Linked DNA regions of Zea mays: region 1 is linked to region 2. A link is a contact called in public Hi-C data. All regions are on one chromosome and are shown on one strand. Each heading gives the region's core, a stretch centred on a gene start, on an enhancer-like site or on the middle of the called end of the contact. The rest is flanking DNA. Distances are from core to core; before and after follow the strand shown. Region 1 overlaps LOC103652327 (alpha-glucosidase 2). Region 2 holds the start of LOC100274743.

What was found. Hi-C and Micro-C count contacts between places; a contact is called where the count stands out from the background.
Region 1: a Hi-C map of leaf shows a contact between it and region 2, with 9 times the contacts expected there. The contact joins the enhancer-like site here to the promoter of LOC100274743 in region 2. A contact is called at or near these places in 4 of 25 Hi-C or Micro-C datasets (bundle sheath, ear, leaf and 1 more).

Annotation. Positions count from the first base shown.
Region 1 is chr3:162,251,655-162,256,612 of Zm-B73-REFERENCE-NAM-5.0, reverse strand. It overlaps LOC103652327 (alpha-glucosidase 2), which reads left to right. Exons shown (of 22, transcript XM_020550385.2): 19 at 1-85; 20 at 349-458; 21 at 540-603; 22 at 708-1,330. The coding sequence ends at 861. Among protein-coding and RNA genes, the nearest start is that of LOC103652327, 17 kb to the left of the region's middle. Within about 2 kb of position 1,817, at least 4 of the 20 cell types and tissues checked have an H3K27ac peak or open chromatin away from gene starts, as enhancers often do. A contact at or near this core is called in ear and leaf, where this site is marked.
Region 2 is chr3:162,127,376-162,132,168 of Zm-B73-REFERENCE-NAM-5.0, reverse strand. It overlaps LOC100274743, which reads left to right and starts at 1,702. Exons shown (of 2, transcript NM_001360650.1): 1 at 1,702-3,780; 2 at 4,507-4,793. The coding sequence starts at 1,793. The coding sequence ends at 3,772.

The DNA of each region.
Region 1 (4,958 bases), core at 568-3,067, 120 kb before region 2:
GGGTTCTTGAGAAGCAGCTCAATCTGATATCTAACACATCTATATTGTGGACAGATTATGGCCTTCGATCACTTTCTAGAACAAGGTAAAAGGTCTATTATTTTTTCTATGCCCCCCCCCACCACCCCGACCCTTCTCCCAAAAACATAAGTTTTGGATATCTGAAGCATATATGATATTGTTTTCCTGCCTTATGCATGTCATGGGCTTCAATGTGGTTAGATGGAATTGTCAAAGTTGATTCATGCTCCCAATGCCTTATTACTGTAGTTCAAGATGGTTTATATAGCTATATTATTTGGTCATCCAACAACTGGGTTCTGAAGTATCTATTTTTACATGGTCCAGTTCAATATATATGAAGCGTAATACAGAGCATGACCCCCCTTATTGGAGAGGTGCCATTTGGATAAACATGAACTACATGGTTCTTTCGGCACTACATCACTATGCACATAGTAAGCTCTTTAATTGCCTAGTTTATACCCTTTGCAAACCCTTCTGCTGGCATAATGATATAGCATTCTGCTTTCCTGTAGAGGATGGTCCATATAGCGGCAGGGCAAAGGAATTGTATGACAAGCTAAGATCAAACCTTATCCGGTGTGTTCATTCTTCTCTCGAGTTGAAACCAAGTGAACTAGCTGAACTGTAGCTTGTCTAATAGATTGCTGACGCCTACTTCCTGGTTTTTTTTACATTTTCAGGAATATAGTGCAGAATTACGATGCAACAGGTTTCTTCTGGGAAAACTATGACCAGAAGGACAAAGGAAAGGGAAAGGGTGCACGGTCATTTACTGGATGGACTTCACTCATTGTTCTGATCATGGCGGAGTCCTACCCAACATTGCACAGGTGAGATATAGATCGCGAACAACCACAGCAGAAGATAGCTATGGCAATTGGAATGGAGGGGCTGGCAGCTGGCGCTTGTTTAGCCCGGTTTGCAACCAGAACACTGGGATAGTTTGATTCGTAGCATCTGCTGCCTTAATCATGAAAATTTTGACAACACCTCCTGGTCAATCTGTTCAGCATCATTTATAGAGTGTTAGTGGTCATCCCTGTTCACTCTCATACTGTAAACTAGCTCCTCGAAGAACTGATTTTGGGGGGCCAAAACCACCCCAGGAAAGCATGAGCATATGGAAAACATGTTCTTGAAAGCTGACACTACGTGGAGCTGTTACTTGCTATTGAGTGTAATCTACTGCTACTCTTACTATGCTTGGCCATTTGCACCCCCAATGATCCCCGAAGAAACCTGCTGGTCCGAGCATGTGACCTATACCTTTGCATTTACTTGCTAGAGAATCAGTTCAACACAATGCAAGTTGCAAGGCACGTGTTTTGAAATGGAAAGCGGGCCATGTCTATGCTGTGACCGTCTCTACTTCGCTTGCTGTGTTACTTTGCGCTCCAGCAGTTTATACATCTTCGTACCTATTTTAAACTTTACTATGAAAATAGTGCAGTGTACCTACCAAATCAGTATTTTATAAGGCTATGTGCACGATCTACTGGTCATAGCCGTAGGTTGTGGTTAGCAGTTTTTTTTTTAAACGAGCAAACAGCTCCGCTTTTAAGAAAGCATTATGACCAGCGTTTACATCACTGGGGAACAGCAAAGCAAGAAAGGGTAGGCCTCCTCGCAGGGAAACAGAAGATGAAAGAAAAACTGGGGTTGTCAGATGACGACTAACAGCATAATTCTTAAAGACAGAAGACCAGTCTACAAAACGAAGCAGACAATCCAGACATGAAAAGGACTCGTCTTCAATCTTCAAACCAAACCACTCCAATGTCAGTGCATTGTCCCGCAACCGGTTGTTGCTCACGCAAACATATCCTCCAGCGGCGCCTGTTCCCAGTCTTGAGTAGCACACTCTAACTCTGCAAAAATGACACAACATCGTAGATGACCACTGACGTGCTGTTAGGAATTTTTTTTCTAATTGCCATCTTGTTTCTGTTACACCAAAGGGCCCAAACCAGCCCAGCCATAATAAAGAAATGAAAGGTACTAGCAGCCTGAGAATTGCCCCCTCCCCATTTGTTAAACAGGCTCACCGCAACACAGTCCCAACCAAAAATATTTTCTAGGCTTCTCCAAACATATTTCGATAGCACACACTGAAGAAAGATGTGATCAACGGTTTCCTTGCCCCCACACAGAGAACATTGTGTGCTACCCTTCCATCCCTTTTTTTCTAACACTGCGGCCGCTTGGATTTTTCCATTGTAAAGTTGCCAAAGAAAAACCTTAATCAAGGGCACCATGTATTTCTAGATTTTTTATACGCGGAGTTTTTGGCACCTCCATCGGTTCTAAATCTATATAGGGATTTTGTGGTGAATCTGCGGGAATTGTCTAGAGCCCAAAACATTAAGTCTATCACTTGAGATGTTGTGCTCCCTAAGCTCAAAATTTAGCTCCTCCCACAAACAGAATTCAGAATCAGTAAGAGGCCTCACAAGATCTATGCTCCACTCACCCCCTCACAGCATTCAGAAACAGGAATGTCCTTGTCCCTGCAGATATCAAAGAATCTAGGATATTTGATTTTAATTGGGACCCTTCCCAGCCAAATGTCTTTCCAAAAAAGGGCCCCTTCCACATTTTTTGTTTGTTTGTCGCACCCCATTAAAATAAGTGCTTGACCTTGTGAAGACCTTGCTAGAATTGAGAAACTCCCTTATTTTTAGAAAGGAAAAAGTTATTCATGTTCATGTATTTAGCTTTAATAAGCTTGTACCATAAATCATCCGAGCCTTGTCATAGTTTCCAGTTCCATTTCACAAGTAAACATTTGTTCATCAGAAGAGTGTTTGTGATTTCGAAACCACCTTAGTCTTTTGGCCTGGTCAAACTATCCCATTTTTCCATGTGGTATTTTTTAGAGTTTTTGGCACCTTGCCAAAGAAGTAGAACCCCATAGTATAAATCGGTAGACTACTTAAACAAGAATTGGTCAAAATGAGTCTCCCCCGGAAGATAGGTGTTTCCCTTTCCAAGGGTCCAATCTTTTTTCCATCTTTCCCACAATATGCCCGAACGCCGAGGGTTTTAGACGACCAATAGAAATAGGAATGCTTAGGTATTTCAACGGCAAAGCTCCCAGGTTACAATTAATCATATTGGCCATCCTTTCCATTTCTTGTTGAGCTGCCTCGAAAACGTAAACCTCATTTTTATGGAAGTTTATTTTTAACCCTGACATCCATTTGAAGCAATAAAGGATTAATTTCAGGTTTACGATTGACCTATCAGACACATCGATCATGATCACCGTTGAAAGTCGCCTAGAGGGGGGTGGATAGGCAGAAACTGAAATTTACAACTTTAAACACACTACAAGCCGGGATTAGCGTTAAAATAAAATCCGAGTCCGGGAGAGAGGGGAAAACAAATCAACCAAGAAAATAAAGCGGATGACACGGTGATTTGTTTTACCGAGGTTCGGTTCTAAAGAACCTAGTCCCCGTTGAGGTGGTCACAAAGACCGGGTCTCTTTCAACCCTTTCCCTCTCTCAAACGGTCACTTAGACCGAGTGAGGCTTCTTCCTTAATCTCACGGGTCACTTAGACCCCGCAAGGATTACCACACAATTGGTGTCTCTTGCCTCGCTTACAAAGCACTTGAGAGTAAGAAGTGAGAAAGAAAAGAAAAGCCCAACCAAGCAAACAAGAGCAACAAGAAACACAAGTGATCCACTCACAAGTCCTAATGCACTAGAATTGTATTGGGGACTTTGATTGGATCGGTGGCTTTGATTTGTGCTCGGAGTGTTGCACTTTGCTCTTGTATTGAATGAGTAGTAGTGAATGCTTGGATGGTTGAAGTGGTGGTGGTTGTGGGGTATTTATAGCCCCCAACCACCAAAACAACCGTTGGGGTGGCTGCCGTCGATGGGCGCACCGGACAGTCCGGTGCGCCACCGGACACAGTCCGGTGCGCCAGCCACGTCACCCAACCGTTAGGATTCTGGCGGTTTCGGCCATTGGAGCTTTGTCTTCTTATGGCACCGGACATGACTGTTCATTGTCCGGTGCACCTTTGACGGCTCTGCTGCTCTGCCGCGCACTGTTTGCGCACTGTTCATCTGGAATTCAGCTTTTGCAGGCGACCATTGCGCGAAGTAGCCGTTGCTCCGCTGGTGCACCGGACAGTCCGGTGGCACACCGGACATTCCGGTGAATTATAGCGGAGCGGCGTCTGTGAAACCCGAAGCTGAAGAGTTTGCAGTTGTACGACCTGGTGCACCGGACACTGTCCGGTGCGCTATACGAGGGTTCTCTTTGGTTTCTTTTTGCTCCTTTCTTTTGAACCCTAACTTTGATCTTTTATTGGTTTGTGTTGAACCTTTATGCACCTGTAGAATATTGTCAGTACCCTGAATCAAGGGTACCCCTACTACAGTACAAAGACGTTGTACACGTACGACGTCTTCTGGCCGCACGGAGAACGGCACCCGACCCCACCACATGGGCAGGTCTAGGGGCACCACGTGGCAAGGAAAGATGATACACCCCAGGATGCATCATTGGGTCCGGGCCTCCACGGAGGAATACCGGACCCCTGTACGCACAACCCGGATCCTCGATTACGGTCTGGGACTCCCAAGAAGGCATGTCGGGTCCCTCGGATGGGCCCTAGGTCCCTTCGAGTAAGGTTCGGACCACAGCAAGGTCCCGGGACAGGGGGAACCCCGGCATGAGTAAAGGTCCGGTGCTGGCACGTGTCCAGGCCTTGCCTTGCGTGCTTGCGCTCCCCGCTCAGGCGGAGACCCGCTGTTGCCGCATGGCTTGTGGCCCGTGACATAAGCCAACGGGCGGAGCCTGACGTAAGGCCTCTAAAGCCGCGCGGTCTCTGCATTTATTGCGGAGAGGACGCGCCACCTGCCACCATGCTGACAGACGATGTGCCCTCTCAGCATTTAATGTGTCCTGTCCAC
Region 2 (4,793 bases), core at 453-2,952:
GGCGTTGCAAACCGACATAAAGATAGAATGACCTTTTTATCCATAGAGGTCTAAGATAATGTTGTAAACTTTTGTAAAGGGCATAATTGTAATTCGTCACAGGCTGCGTCCTGTGTCTATAAATAGATGAACAGTACCCCCGTACTGTTCACACGAACCTGTCATTTGCCTTCACATCACACTTGTATTCTTCAAGACCGAAGGTACATTTGTAATTTGGAGTCATTTACATTCGTTTATAATATTGAAAATGGAAATGATTTTATGATAACATTTAAGTATTTTCATATCTCATGATTTATATGAATGCTTCGTTCCTCATTGTCACGCTTACGAAGCTACGTCCTTCGTAACCTTCGTCCGAGATGCTTTATATTCCAAAGGGATATAATGTTATGGAGGACGAAGGACTTTTACACTTAACATTTTCTATGTTGCCTTGTTCTTAATTCTTAGCATTTGAGAACAAGTCCCCAACAGGAACGATAGTCGAATGAAATTTGTTAGGGTGAGTGGAATATGTTCCTTTTATATTCATAAGATTCATTCCAGTTACATAATAATAAATTGGTGTTTTGTTCTCTTATGTCTTATGTGTAGGATGCAAAGATTTTTCGGAGGAACTTTATTATCGAGCTGTTAAGGGCCCCTTTGGTAGGGCTTATTTTTCAGCTTCGGCTCTGGCTCATGCAAAAGTTGTGCCAAACACCTCTTTTTCAAATGGCTTCACCAGTCATGAGCCAAAAAAGTGGCTCACCCGGCTTCAGCTCACGTCATTTTTGCACAATAGCCCTCCCACCAGTCCAAATTATTTTTTTTGGTCCTGCCCTCAATCCCTAGCCACGCACAATAGCCCTCCCACCAGTCCAAACTATACAAGGGTCTTTCTGAAAAACAACCTATAAGCCGTTTTGCCAAATGATTTTTCAGAATGGCTTTGGCTCATCTAAAGAAGTGGCTTCACCTCGTGAGCCAGAGCCAAAGCCGTTTTTGGAGAAGCCAGAGCCCTGCCAAAGGGGCCCTAAGTTACGAGGATAATTCGTGCAGATATGTCATCCATACAAACATACAACAGAGAGTTAACAATATTGTTAAAAAGATTAGCTTAGTGTACAAGGTGTCAACATAATTGGTTATGATTAAGCATTATATATTTACTCTTTAAAAATTATTTGTGCGATTCTATTTCAATCTATTTGAGTAGACATATTTATATCGTTCAGTATCTATGTTTAATCACGGATTTTGTCATCACTATTGTACTCACGCTGTCCGTCGTCAGGGCCCTAAGTCCATTGAAGGGTCGCAATTTGTGTTCCGTGGTATCGTACGAGCACGTTCCTAGTGTATAAATAAGTACACAATCAATTAATAAATTTAACACTGTTTTCTTAACACTATTCATCATCTTAAACAATCTTGATTTCAACAGTGTTTTACACTTTTACCTATATAAATTAGAGCTACGGCACTCCGAGTCCGGAAAGCGAACAACCGGAGAACCATCAGATCATGCTCGACGAGAGCCGCAGTCAGTCAGACACAGGCTGTGTCACACACACAGCACTTCCCAACGAATCCCGTCCGTACGATCAAAAAAGAGCGATATCTGATGAGACAGTCGTGGTGGTGTTGCTGGTGGACCCGTTCAAAACCGCCCAGCTCAGCACAGCGGGTAGTCGACTCCGTTTCGCTTCCCCTTCCATTCCTCTTCTCTCCCCCGGCCTTTTCCCCTTCTCTTCCCTCGTTCGAAGAAGCTCGCAGCAGCCGCCTAATCCAGCGGCAGTTGAGGATGGCGGCGGCGCCGCCGCCGCCGCCGGACGGGCAGGAGAAGGTGATCGCGGCGGCGCAGCACATCGTCAAGTCGCTCGCGAACTCCAAGAACGCCGCCGACGACATGATCCGCATCCTCTCTCGCTTCGACAACCGCTTCTCGCTCATGTCCGACCTCTTCCCTCCTCCCCCTACCGCCGTCGATTCCATACTGGAGGCGGACGAGGGGACCTCTCAGGGGGAAGGGGACGAGCCCGATCTCGACCCCGAAGGCGACGCGGCGGCCCGCGCCGAGGCGGAGTGGGACGCGGCGGCCGAGGTGGTTGAGCGCTGGGAGTCCCCCACCGCCGACGCGCTGGTGTTCGACTCGCGGGAGGGCGAGGAGTACCTCGCCGCGGCCGCCTGCCTCACGGGCGCGCCGGGCCCGCGCGCCGAGGCCGCGCTGCAGACCGCCATGGCGCGGCTCGAGGACGAGTTCCGCCACCTGCTCATCCGCGGCGCGCCGCCACTTGCCGCGGAGGACCTCCAGGTCTCGCTCCTCCGCCGACTCTCGCTCACGGTACCCTCCTTCAACTCCTCCGCCGTAGACCTAGACTGCCCCTCCTTTGCCCAACACCACGCCGCCGTCGCCGCCGAGGGGGTAAACGAGCAGCAGGGCGGCAGGAGTTCCGCCTCCGACGACGAGATCTCGCCCTACCTCATCGCCCCGGACACCGTCAGCGTCCTCAGGGACATCGCCGACGTCATGCTGCGCGCCGGCTACGCGCCCGAGCTGTGCCAGGTATACGGGGAGGTGCGCCGGGACACGCTCATGGAATGCCTTGCCGTGCTCGGGGTCGACAAGATGAGCCTCGAGGAGGTGCAGCGGGTGGAGTGGGGCGTGCTTGACGGCAAGATGAGGAAGTGGATCCAGGCGCTCAAGGTCGTCGTCCGGGGCCTCCTTGCTGAGGAGCGCCGTATCTGCAGGCAGATCCTTTCGCCGGACATGAACACTGAGGAGGAGTGCTTCACTCAGGCGGCCAAGGGTTGTGTCCTGCAGATGCTGAACTTTGGTGACGCCATTGCGATTGGGAAGAGGTCCACCGAGAAGCTGTTCCGCATCCTTGGTATGTATGAGGCGCTCGCTGAGGTGCTGCCAGAGCTTGAGGGTTTGTTCTCGGGTGATGCAAAGAATTTCATCAAGGAGGAGGCCGAGGGAATACTCTTGCGGCTTGGGGATGCAGTGTGTGGCACGATCGAAGAGTTTGCTAATGACATACAGGGAGATACTTCTCGGAGAGCACTGCCTGGTGGGGAGATCCATCCCCTTACCCGCTATGTCATGAACTATGTGTGGCTGCTTGCAGACTACAATGCCTCGCTAAATAAGCTTCTGGAATGTTGGGATACTGAGCTGACCGGGGTTGATAATCCAAACATGACTCCATTGGGGCACTGCGTGCTCATGCTGATCACACACCTACAGTGCAAGATCAATGAGAAATCGAGGCTGTATGAGGATGAAGCGTTGCAGAACATATTTTTGATGAATAATCTGCTGTATATTGTGCAGAAGGTGAAAGATTCAGAGCTCAAGACATTGCTTGGTGATAACTGGATTCGCAAGCGTCGTGGTCAGATTAGGCAATACTCTACAGGGTATCTTCGATCATCATGGACTAGGGTGTTAGCTTGCCTGAGAGATGATGGGCTTCCGCACACGATGGGTTCATCAAGCACACTCAAAGCCGCATTGAAGGATAGATTCAAAAACTTTAACTTGGCCTTCGAGGAGTTGCACAGGACACAGACATCATGGAGGGTTGTGGATCCTCAGTTAAGAGAAGAGCTGAAGATCTCAATCTCCGAGAAGGTTCTTCCAGCATACCGTTCATTTGTTGGAAGATTTCGGGGACAACTAGAGGGAGGGAGGGGTTCTGCAAGATATATAAAGTACAACCCTGATGATTTGGAGAACCATGTCTCAGAATTTTTTGAAGGGAGAAAGTCAAATGCTTGATGGTCAAGGTGAGTGCTAACTCCCAGGCTGTGTTTCCATACATAACTCAGATGTATTATTGGAAGGTATTGGTAATGCAGTCTGACCTTTTTATTTTGCTTGCTTTGTTGAATCTGTAAGAGCATGATGGTGCCTTGCCCTTCATTTTATAATTAACCTCAGCTATTTAGTTTTTACAGAAATTGTATCTTTAAACTATCTTATAGATCAGGGAATCACAACAAACAGCTAGTATTTGAAGTAGTTTTCTAGTTTAGTAAGCAATATTTGTTATAGATTCTTCAATAGTTTCTAGTTATTGTACTTAACTGAGTGATAGCCTGTTATACCTCAGTTTGACAATATTCGCCTGTGATACCTTATTTTCAGAAGGGCACGTGTTTCTTGTAAAACCCAACACTTCAAACATCATGTTCATTGAGAACCACAGTTTATCCTCTAAGACATCCTTTCACATTTTAATCCCTTGAAAACTGAAAATAAATGTGCACTGAGAACAACAGTTTAGTCAGAGCCCTGCACAATTCCTTTAAAACACTGTTAATTTCAGTTATCTTTCATGTGTTTGTGAAGATAATATTGGCATGGTATATTGTCCTTTATAGGTTAGTTATGGTCATGATTTAAGACACTTGCAAAATTTATGAAAGGATGTTTTTTTGTTCAAATTGTACTACTTATCGTTATGTCAGTCTGAGCAAGAAATTCACTAGCATGACCCTTTCGATGTCCAGGCATGTTCATATCAACTATGCAGCCTGAAGACCCGTGCAAATTTTGATGATGCTAGTTCCAAGTCCCCTTCCAAATTTCTTGGCACTATACAGGGAACTTGACCTTCAAACATCTTTTGAAGGTCTGAAGATGGAAATATAATCTTCTCCTGAACTGACAGAAACTTTGTGAATTGCAAAGCAACCCGAATTGAATGGTTTAGCTTGTCATTCTTGATCCTGTCACAGCGAGTGGTGACGTCATTGAGGCTTGCCCATGGAATTATGACAACTGCATCTGCCATGAG